Linked DNA regions of Cricetulus griseus: region 2 is linked to region 1. The links are chromatin contacts, called in public Hi-C maps. All regions are on one chromosome and are shown on one strand. The core of a region is the stretch at or near the end of the contact, and the rest is flanking DNA. Distances in the headings are between cores, read along the strand shown. Region 1 has its middle 36 kb from the start of Urb2. Region 2 holds the start of Galnt2 (polypeptide N-acetylgalactosaminyltransferase 2).

Evidence for each region. Hi-C and Micro-C count contacts between places; a contact is called where the count stands out from the background.
Region 2: a contact with region 1 is called in a Hi-C map of the CHO-K1 cell line, with 2.4 times the contacts expected there. The contact joins the promoter of Galnt2 here to the enhancer-like site in region 1. A contact is called at or near these places in 2 of 8 Hi-C or Micro-C datasets (the CHO-K1 cell line and fibroblasts).

The regions. Positions count from the first base shown.
Region 1 is chr3:200,739,035-200,744,323 of CriGri-PICRH-1.0, reverse strand. No RefSeq gene overlaps it. Among named protein-coding and RNA genes, the nearest start is that of Urb2, 36 kb to the right of the region's middle. Within about 2 kb of position 2,748, at least 1 of the 6 cell types and tissues checked has open chromatin away from gene starts, as enhancers often do. A contact at or near this core is called in the CHO-K1 cell line, where this site is marked.
Region 2 is chr3:200,923,983-200,929,271 of CriGri-PICRH-1.0, reverse strand. Galnt2 (polypeptide N-acetylgalactosaminyltransferase 2) reads right to left here and starts at 3,143. Exons shown (of 16, transcript XM_027404850.2): 1 at 2,963-3,143. The coding sequence starts at 3,085.

The DNA of each region.
Region 1 (5,289 bases), core at 1,499-3,998:
AGCTAGGGGCAGAACTCAGGGATGGCAGTTTGAATGAGAATGGACTCCATAGGCTCACATCTGAATACTTGGTCCCTACTTTGTGGACTGCTTAGGAAGAATTAGAAGGCATGGTCTTTTTTTTTTTTTTTTTTTTTTTTTTTTTTTTTTTTTTTTTTTTGAAAAGGGGGATTTGGTTTATTAACAAAGACCAATGAAATACAGAGTAATAAAATTTATCTTAATGCTACCTGATACAATGAAAAGAAGGCATGGTCTTATTGGAGGAGGTATGTTACTAGACCTATGCCAGGCCCAGTCTTGCTCTGCCTCCTGCCTGCCAATCAGGGTACAAGCTCTCAGCTATTGCTCCAGTGCCATGCCCACCTACCTGTCACCATGCTTCCTGCCATGATGACCATGGACTCTAACCCTCTAAAACTGTAAGCAAGTCCTCACTTAAATGATTTATAAGTTGCCTTGATTGTGGTGGTTTGAATAGGTGTGGTCCCCACAGACTCATGTGTGAATTCTTGGCCCACAGAGAGTGGCACTATTCGGTGTGACCTTGTTGGAATAGGCCTTGTTGGAGGAAGTGTGTCACTGTGGAGGTGGGCTTTGAAGTCTTAAAAGCTCAAGTCTGGCCAGTGTGACAATTTTTCTTTCTGCTGCCTGTAGATCAAAGTGTAGAACTCTCAGCTCCTTTTCTGGTATCATGCCTGCCTGCATGTCGCCATGTCCTGCCATGATAATGGACTAAACCTCTGAAACTAAGCCAGCCCCAATGAAATATTTTCCTTTCTAAGAGTTGCTGTGATCATGGTGTCTTTTCACCGCAATAGAAAAGTAACTAAGACACCAGGTATGTGATCCAGGAGCAAAGACTACAAACAGCACTGGTTAGTGTGGCACACTCTGAGACCTTTTGTCAATGATTCCACTATCAGCGTCTGACTTTGGAGAACAATTCAGTGTCCAGAGACACACACCAAACCCAGCCTCTAAGCTAGGCAAGAGCCCAATGCCCTACACCCTGCACTTCCTTCTGCCCAAGGGGTAAGATGGAGCAGCCTGGCTACCTGCAGTCATTACCACCTGTCTTTGAGCAGCACTATCCCACTTTGCAGCCAGACTTGCACATATCTATGTGAGACATTATCTGGTAATGATTGCTTTAAGCTCCCTGCAGAACCCTCTCAGAGCCATGTCCCCCCGCCCTTTACTACTCAGCTCTTGCCTGTCCTCAACAGAAATGGCTCTTGAGGTCTCTCTTACGACTTTTGGTTTAGTGATGGTTGGAGAGGAAGGGGGGGGTTGATTGCTTTTCTTCTGGGATCTAGTCTAGACTGATTGAAACTTGCTGGTTATACATATCTCAGTCTGAAACAATTCTATCTACCACTTTTTTTCTTCCTTTCATGGCACAGTGAAGTTTCACAGAATAGTCCAAGTTCTGATTTTAACTGATTATTTCCTTCTGATGTCATGTGTTCTACTACTTCATCTGTCATATTCTTGTGTAATGTTTAAGGGAGCATTCAATAAAAATACCAAGGAGAGCTGGGGCTGCTCAGGTGGTAGAAGGCTTTTCATAAAGCCCTGGGTTTGACCTCCAGCACCACATAAACTATGACGGCACAGGCCTATGATGGAAGATTAAGAGTTAAAGGTCATCCTCAGCTACAGAACAAATTTGAGGCCCCACCTACCCTCACTGTCTCAATGCCTCTGTGCCAGCACATATTTTTGGTATTGTCTGGGTACTATGCTCCATAGCTACTCCTTTTGCCCCGTATCAAGACAATACTGATTCCCAAGACATATTTGACTACATGAGGCAGCACAAGGGTCCTTCTTGGGCAGTGATGGTGGGCAGGGCAGCTGAGGCAGCAGTGGACAGACTAAAGTTCTCCCATGTAGATTCTGTTTTGGTTTAGGGTTCTTTGGTTTGCTTGAGTGTTGATATTGTTGAAGCCATGAGAGCTTCTTGCTAAGCAGTCCAAGTTGGCCTTGAACTCTACCTCCTCCTGCCTGTCTCCCAAGTGCTGGGATGACAAATGTGTTCTACCATGCCCATAGAGTCAGTTTGCTTTTAAGAGGGAAAGAGTCCTTGCAAGTACAAATGGCCACTGGCATGGATGACCAGAGGCAAGAAGAGGAGGCTGTAAGTGATAAGGGCTGGACTAAGGGAGAATGAGACAACACTGTGGGGGATGTATAATGGAGGACCTGATGACATACGCCTGCCAGGCTTTCAGCTCAAGACATGACAAATTGTTCAAGAAGCAGAAATTCAAAGCTTAAGAGGAGAACTTGCCCAAAGGAGGCTAGTGATCCAATGGAAGAGATGAAAAGAGAATGAGAATATCAGAATTTTAGGGGTGAGGAGAGGAAAAGAAGCCTATGGTGCAGGAACCTTAGAACAGAGTGGAAACCCAGGGAGGTCTTACATGAGGAGGCCAGAGAGGAAAACTGAGGACCCACTACAAGGCTGGGGTCCTGGATCATGCACAAAGGGCAAGGTTAGAATGCACACAGCAGAGGTGGGCACTTCTACCAAGTGTTCTTAGTGAAAATAAGGAGCTAGTAGGAACACAGAAGGGACACAGGGCTGGGCCAGGCTGGTTTAGAATCAGAAAATTCTGTGCATCTATTTATAAATAGAAGGGAAAGTGATATGAAAAAAATGCCATTGCAGGCTTCTTGTTGAGTCAGAGAACCACAGCCACAGATACCATGAGACCACACAATCATTCAGTCCTTAAACAGGCCACACCCTCCAGGAGGACATGAAGGCATAGCAGGCACATGTTATATGCCAGGTCTGCTTTCTCATCTGTATGTGCTGTGTCCTCAAGGTGTACCAGGCCAGATGTTCCTTGCTAGGTTCTTGACCTTCAATGGCTTCATTGCCAAGAGCTTTTAGCCCCAAACACCAATGCTTTCACCTCCAGAAAGGCCAGCTTATGTCTTGCAGTTTTAGCCAATGTCAGTTTTTGACGAACAGCCCCTAGGTCTTCCTTTATAATGAAACCATTTCCCACTCTCACCAGCTTATTCACTACAGGGCATTTTACACACTTGTTGCCTTCTCTTAGCATTTATGCTGCAATTAACCATAACTTCACCATAAAACCATAACCGAAGTTATGCTGCCTCATGGGTGATTCTTCCTCAGAAGAGAAGCTGTTCCTCCTGGTAGCTGGACCAGTGAAGGGGAAAGCAGGATTTGAAGAAAATCCATCACTGAGGCCTTACCACCAAGGAAGAATATTAGGGGACTCATATCTCAATAAAGTAACAATAACAAAAGGCGTTGAACTGGGGATGCTAATGAGCACCATGTGGACATGGCAGTAAGGAACAAGATACATGAAACTGAAGGACAAAGGGTAAGCCAAGGGTAGGCTCCTTGAACAATGGAAGCTAAGGGACTTCAAATGAAGAGGTTCAAGTGCAAGATTTCTGTTAGTGCCTGATGGCAGGAGACCAGAAGTAGCAATTCTGGGATGAAGGGCCAGAGTGGCAGGGTCCCCAGCATAGACCCTGAGGTTTAAAAAAAAAAAAAAAAAGCCCACAGAAAACAAAAAGGGCAAGCTGGGAATGGGTAAAATTACCACAGGCAGAAGTGGCAGGGAGTTGAAGTCTGATACACAGAGAGAAGTAGGAGAGTGGTATAGTGGAATATTCCTTCATACATGTGTGAAGATGTGTCACTGTGGTTGGTTTAATAAAGAGATGAATGGCCAATAGGTTGGCAGGAAGAGATATAGGCAGGACTTCAGAGCAGAGAGAGAACTCTGGAAAGAAGGCAGCACCGCAAGCCTGACAGAGGGAACAGACATGCAGGAGGAGAGGTAATAGCCACAAGTTATGCGATGAATTGAAATGGGTTAAGTTATAATATCTAGTGGGACAAGCCTAAGCCATAAGCTGAACTCTCATAATTAATAATAAGTCTCCATGTCATTATTTGGGAGCTGGCTGGCAGGACAGAGAAAGACTCATTACAGAGTAGAAATGACCAACTGACTCAGACAAAATGATTAGGATGATAGAAATTACATCTTTTGAAACTGCATACTGCTTACTAGATACAGATTGTACAGGAAAGATAGGGAATAATGGGAGAATTACCAATACAGAGTCAGGAAGAATATAAGGGTATTTATTAGGAGATGCCTTACTTACAGAGTGACCTAGCCAGCTGGCAGGGCAGGAGTAAGTACAGCAAGCCAAAGATGAAAAGGAAGAAAAGGCTTCCATGTGTGTGCCCCTCACTCTTAAACCTTCCCTAGTCACCCTGACCACATCCTTGCAGGCATGGTCAGGCATACCTGTAGCCAGCCCCTAGCAGCCGTGGTTACCGTGTCCCCTACAAGGGAAGGTAAAATAAAGACAGAGAGGAAGAATATTTAGAAGATGCTCAAGAGAATGAGACTCAAGAAGTGATAAGTCTGCCACTGTACAGTGGATTTTAAAAAACGAAAGTGGGAGAGCTTAGCTGGGCACTCTTGTGTAAGCCTGTAATCCCAGCATTTGAGAGGCTGGGGCAGGATCATCAGTTCAAGGCCAGCATTGGCTACACAGAGAGCCTTAGCTATGTGAGACCCTGTCTCAAATAAAGAGAGTGAGCTCAGAAGGTACAAGAAGGCTAGAAATAAATCGGAGTAATCCCTGTGAACTGCCATTGAAAGCAAAACTGAAAACATGAAGCAGCAGGGCATAAAATGGGTCTGTGAGGAACTGAGTCAAGAAGATTGCAGCGGACAGGCTCTGGAAATCATCTACTGTGGCCCACAAGGAGTAGCTGAGGGCAAGAAGTTACTATGTTTTCTTTGGAGTCCCTTTCCCCAAACATTCTAGACTGCCCGGGCACTGCCTTCAAAATAACAGAACAGGGATTCCCCCACATGGTGCCTTCTCAGCCCCAGCTCCCATCACATGTCCAAAGCAGGAAGACAAGTGATTTCAATCAGTTCTTCTAGATCAACAACCTCCAGTCCCCTGGTCCTCCACTCCACTCCATGTCTCCCCTTCCAAGACTTGTCTGTCACTCATTATCAGTAGCCCTGATAAAAGTGAACATTGCACAGGACTGGCTTATGTAGGGATATTGTGCACCTGTTGAGTGGCTTGGGATTTGAGTTAAAGCAGGTCTACAGGGCTACTGGCTGAGCATCAGCCCCTCTGCCTAGGTCTCTGTGGTGCGTCCCTCTGACAGCCCTCCAGTCTGAGTCCCTCCACATGTGCCACTGGAGGATGCTCTCTGGCCCTCTGAATCAGCAAAGCAGATCTGGAAATGACTTG
Region 2 (5,289 bases), core at 1,894-4,393, 180 kb before region 1:
CCAGTGCTTCCTGCAAGAGCCCAAATGCCAAACACCTGCACCTGAGGTCCAGTGCAAGGGTGCAGCACAGGTACCAGCTCCCAGGAAGAGTGCTAGGCACCTCAAGGACTTAGGCAGTCCGTGAAGGGACCCTGAAGTCTCAGCTGAGCTCACTGCTCTCCTACTGGGAACCCTTCCTGTCACTACACTTCAGCCAGAGGCAGCTTCCTTTCAACAGAAATCCTCTCCTCTCTTCTACAGCACCATCCACTGCCAGCATACCAGGGCCCCAGGGAAACTTAACATGATTAAAATTTTAAAGCATTTAAGATGCTCAAAGGGAAGGCATTCTTGAAGTGCAAATCATCAGTTTAGGGAGGAAAGAGTAAATATGGCAGGGGGAGATACCTATACAAATGAAATGCAATTTTAAGCATTATGCATAAATTGCTTTAACATGGGGCCTCAGCATTTCGGAATCACAGTATTGAGTCCCCAGTTTTCCAGCAAATGCTGACAGTTGGTTTTCAACTCCTTAGTTCATTCAATCTGTAGTCTGGGGTGAGCTGAGTTTCTGGGTTTTGCTAAATGGGGAACAGCAGTTCTGAGAGGAGTTGTTTAGCAGGCAGGGCACACAGTGCACAGCCTGGCCTGGCTGCTGAAGCAGCAGAAATCCTAACAGGGTGCCCTCAGACAATCCCCAAAGCACAATCCTAAGGCCTGGGGCCCCATGAGAAAGAAAACACCAGGGCATGAAGAAACTAACTTGAGCTCGGCTATGAATGGTACCAAACACAAGAAGAAATGCAGCCAGCCTACAATAACTCCTCTCCTTATCATATTTCACATTCATGTTGTACAAGCTAAAGAAACCACACATTTTTTCTCTGTGGCTTTGGAGCCTGTCCTGGAACTAGCTCTTGTAGACCAGGCTGATCTCGAACTCACAGAGATCCACCTGCCTCTGCCTCCTGAGTACTGGGATTAAAGGCAGGTGCCGCCACCACCACCCAGCCACATTTTCTCTTATCATGAGGATGAACTAAACATGGGGAGCCTTCTAGTGTTTAAAACCACTAAGGGAGTCAAGATGACACTCCATGGCTTGGGGCATCCTCTGCCTCTATCAGGGTCCACCCTGCTATGTTAATGAGAACACTACTGAAATTTCAAAACCTACTGCATTTACATACCTCTTCCTCCCCCTGCAGACCACTAAACCACGGTATTTCCAGCCAGGATTACATTTTATGGCTCACTGACAAAACAGAATCCCAGGTCCTCAATCCATGTATAACTGTTTATTTCCCCCACTTTTTTTCTGCATGGTCTCCATCAGATCACAAAGAGGTCTTGGGCTTTCTTCAAACCTAAAGCATATGCCTCAGAGGCATCCAGAGGACCACTTTGTCTGCCCACTGAAGCCCCTAGAGGTAGGGCAATAACCCCTAAAAGGCGAATGCCACAGGTGCCTTTCTACATACCTGTGCTGATCTAAACCTTTGTCAGTTTGCTTTGTTTTGTGTGCATAGGAAAAAGCACTGTCAGCAGCCAGGCTATTCCCAAGGTGGGGGAGGCATCTACTGGGGAAGCAAAGTTGGTACAAACCACACCTGCTCAGAGCCACTGTCATTCTTAAAAAAAAAAAAAGGCTGCTGCCACCAGCTACACGTACTAGACTTAAAAACTAACAAGGGCTTGCAACACACAAACCATTCAGAAAGCAGAGCTGACACAAGCCAAACACAGAGAAACAGTGTTTCACTTTCGTTACTGCAAAAAATAAAAACGAAATCACAAAATCCTCCAAGAGCCGAATAACATACTGCCATGTCCCTCCCTCTACACCTGCAGCTGGGAATAACTTGAAGATGCCAGAAGGAAAAGGGAGTCAGCCAAGTGCCCTTGACATTCAGGGTCTGACTAGGGGTAAAGTCGGCTCAGTGACAGTCCTTCCTACTCAACACCCTATCCCCTATCTCCCGTAGCCATGGTCTATTCCATCCCGTCTTTTCCGGTGGTGGTGTGTCATTCAACATCAAGCAAGGAGGATTACAGGGCTTTGGAAAAGATAACTATGCTTTGAAGCTCATTAGCTAGTAAAACACAAGCCCCTGATGCCCAGAGCAGACAGAACCAACACACCGGCAAGGATCTCACGCTCTGTGTCTGGCCGGTACCAAGCCGAGATGACTGCCAAATCAGGACCTATAAGCTCTAAGCGACCCGTGGTCCCCACAGCCTCACCACTCAGCCCTCAGCGCAGAATCCATCAGAAACACACACGGAGGACAGGGACTTGGGGTTAGGAAATTCAAGTGCAAGAGGCTAGGCAGTTCCCGCCGCCGTGAGGGGCCAAGAGCCGAGGTGGGCAGTGTAGCAAGTAGGAGAAAAGGTCTGGCAGGACCGCAGTCCATCCTCACTCCCTCTGGGTGCAGGGTGAGGGGCATCGGGTGGGATGACTCCTCTGATCGCTCGAGCACAGAGGTTCTGGTGGGACCGAGATCCCCATGATCCCGGAGCAGGACGTCCAGGGTCGGGATTCGAGTGCGGGTGGAGTGTGGCTCAGGGAGCACAGGGTCTCGGGTGACAACGATCACCAAGATCCCGGAACTGGGAATGAGGGTCCTGGAGCGTGCTGGACGGAGAGCGAAGCAGGGGGCAGGCAGTGTGGTCCCTACGATCCCGGCACAGGGAGTAGAGCGCAGTGGATCCATAGAGACAACAGTCCCCAAGATCCTTGCGCAGGGCGTTAAGTGGCTCGGGTGCTCGCGCCCCCCGTGCAGGAGGCAAGTCGCTGTACCCAGAGTCCCTGGTAAGCGGAGCAGGGCCAGGGCTCGCACTCCTGGCCTGAGGGCCCTTAGGAAACTTGACTCGCGCGTGAGGGCCAGGGTCCCCGCGGCTCCTGCCCAGAGCCTGGAACCACTCTCCGTGCACGGAGCCTCCCAGGCCCGGGTCGGCGCACAGGCCTCGCGGCACTCACCTTCCTGCCGGCGCCGCCCGCGCCCGCGGCCAGAGCGGAGCCGCCCCCCGAGTACATGTAGTAGGCGATGCCCAGCACCCAAAGCAGCGCGAAGCACAGCAGCATCCGCGAGCGCCGCCGCATCCTCGCACTGGGCGGCCGCCGGGCAGCTGGCGGCGCGCGGGCGGAGCGCGCGGCGGGCGGAGCGCGGGGCGGCGGCGCGGGAAGACGCGGCAGCGGGCGGCGGGCGGCGCTCGGCGCCCGGCAGGAAGCGGCGGCCCGGCGGCGAGGTCAGGGAGCAAAGGGCGACCAATCGACGCTGAGGGGCGGGGCTGTGGGCAGGGCCTCGTCTCCATGGCAGCGGAGCCCCGCCCACCGCGCGTCCCGGGGAGTGGCAGGTGGCGGTCCAGAAGGCTTGCACGCGGGTTCCCGAAGACCTGGAGTGGTCCTAGTCCAGTCTGCAGAGGTCGCCCCGGCCCGGCGTCCGTCTCATTTACTATTTGGGTTATTGGGTTTTTATTTTTTATTTTTCCTTTTTTTTTTAAAGTACAAGGTTTCTTTCTATAACCCAGACTGGCCTCGAACTCACTATCTAGCCCAAGCTGGCCTCAAGCTCACAACACTCCTCCTGCATCAGACTCCTGAGTCTTGGGATGACAGGCCTGCACCACCCTGAAGTTCGAACAAGACTAAGACAGGGAAGGTAGATTTCAAGAAACTTGCTTGTGAAGAGCCCACCTGCTCTTAAGAACAAAATAGCAGTAGTTTTAAATAAACATGAAAATGAGGGGAGAATGATGGCAATTTATGTTTTTAAATCTTTTATTTTTTGTTGGTTGCTTTCTTGAAGGAATAAGTTGAGCAAAGTAATCCACTTAATAGACCAGACAGCCAGTTCTCTGACAGCAGCTCTCTGGTGACTGTAACCTTGGCCATGCCCTTGTGACTCTGTAAGTCCCTGTGTCTGAAAAAGATTTTCCAGTACTTGAGAGACTGCAACTATTTCTGAGATCTGCACAGACTTCAGGAGGCAGGGACTGACTGCCTGAGAGGTAGTCTACCCAAGCCTGAACAAACCAAAGGCACAAGCAAGCCTTTGCTACTAGGATTTTGAGCCTTTCCTGAACTCCAAACTTCTTGGAAATGAGGAGGAAGAGCCACTCAATTCCAATAGATACCCCATTCCAGCAGATACCCCATTCCAGCAGACACCCTAGACACCCTATTCCAACAGACACCCTATTCCAACAGATACCCCGCTCAAGCAGACACCCTGTTCCAGCAGTCACCCCGTTTCAGCAGACACCCTGTTCCAGCAGACACCCTATTCCAATAGATACCCCATTCCAGCAGACACCCCGTTCCAGCAGATGTCCTTCACTACTGCCAAGACCTTAAGGAAGACAGGCTTGTCATCACCATAAAGAGAAGTCCAATTCCAAGAATGAGACTCTGAACACTGTAATGACCAGGGAAGAGTTCTGCAAACACTGAACAATAGATAACAGGCTTGAAAAAGCCCAGAGTCTTGGGAAAAGTCAGATAAGTGGGAACAACTGTGGCGAAGGGAATGAAGGAATTGAGGAGGAAACATGACAAACCCTGAGGAATAAAAGGAAAGAAGAGCAGCCCCCCGCCCCCCAGCACGGGCATCATCTGCTTATGATTGCACCTCAGTGGAAGACAGAAGAGAAAGCTCTCACCTGGAAGCCTGGCCCCAAATGCTTCCTAACTGAAAAGCTGAAAGACAGAAAAAAAAATGTCACTGCAAAAAGAAAACAGAAAATTAATCATATTTCTGATTGTTGAAAAGGAATCTTAATGTTTCAAATGATACCCCACACACACACTGACCAGTGGTGGATGTGTTTACCTGTATGTACTCTCAGCACTCAGGAGGCTGAGCCAGGAGGATTGCTATTAAGACTAGCCTGGGCTACAAAGTGAAAGGGGAAGGGGTGGAGAGATGGCTCAGCAGTTAAAGCACTTGTCATGCAATCGTGAGAACCAGCAGTTTGGATCCCAGGAGCCCACCTAAAAGCTGGGTAGGCTTGGTGGCCTGCCTGTAACACAGGGCATGGAGGTAGAGGGAGAAAGTCTCTAGGGCAAGCTGGCTAGCTAGCTAAGCAGAGAATCAGCAAGTTGAGGGCGTAAGTGGGAGAACTTGTCTCAGTATATAAGGTGGAGAGCTATCAAGGACCACACCATAGATCAACGAACAGCCTCCACACACACATGTTTACATGTATACACATGTACCCACCAAGCAGGAACATGTAAGCTCTGGCCTTCACACATGTATACTACATACATACACACACATGCATATACACACATGCATATACACA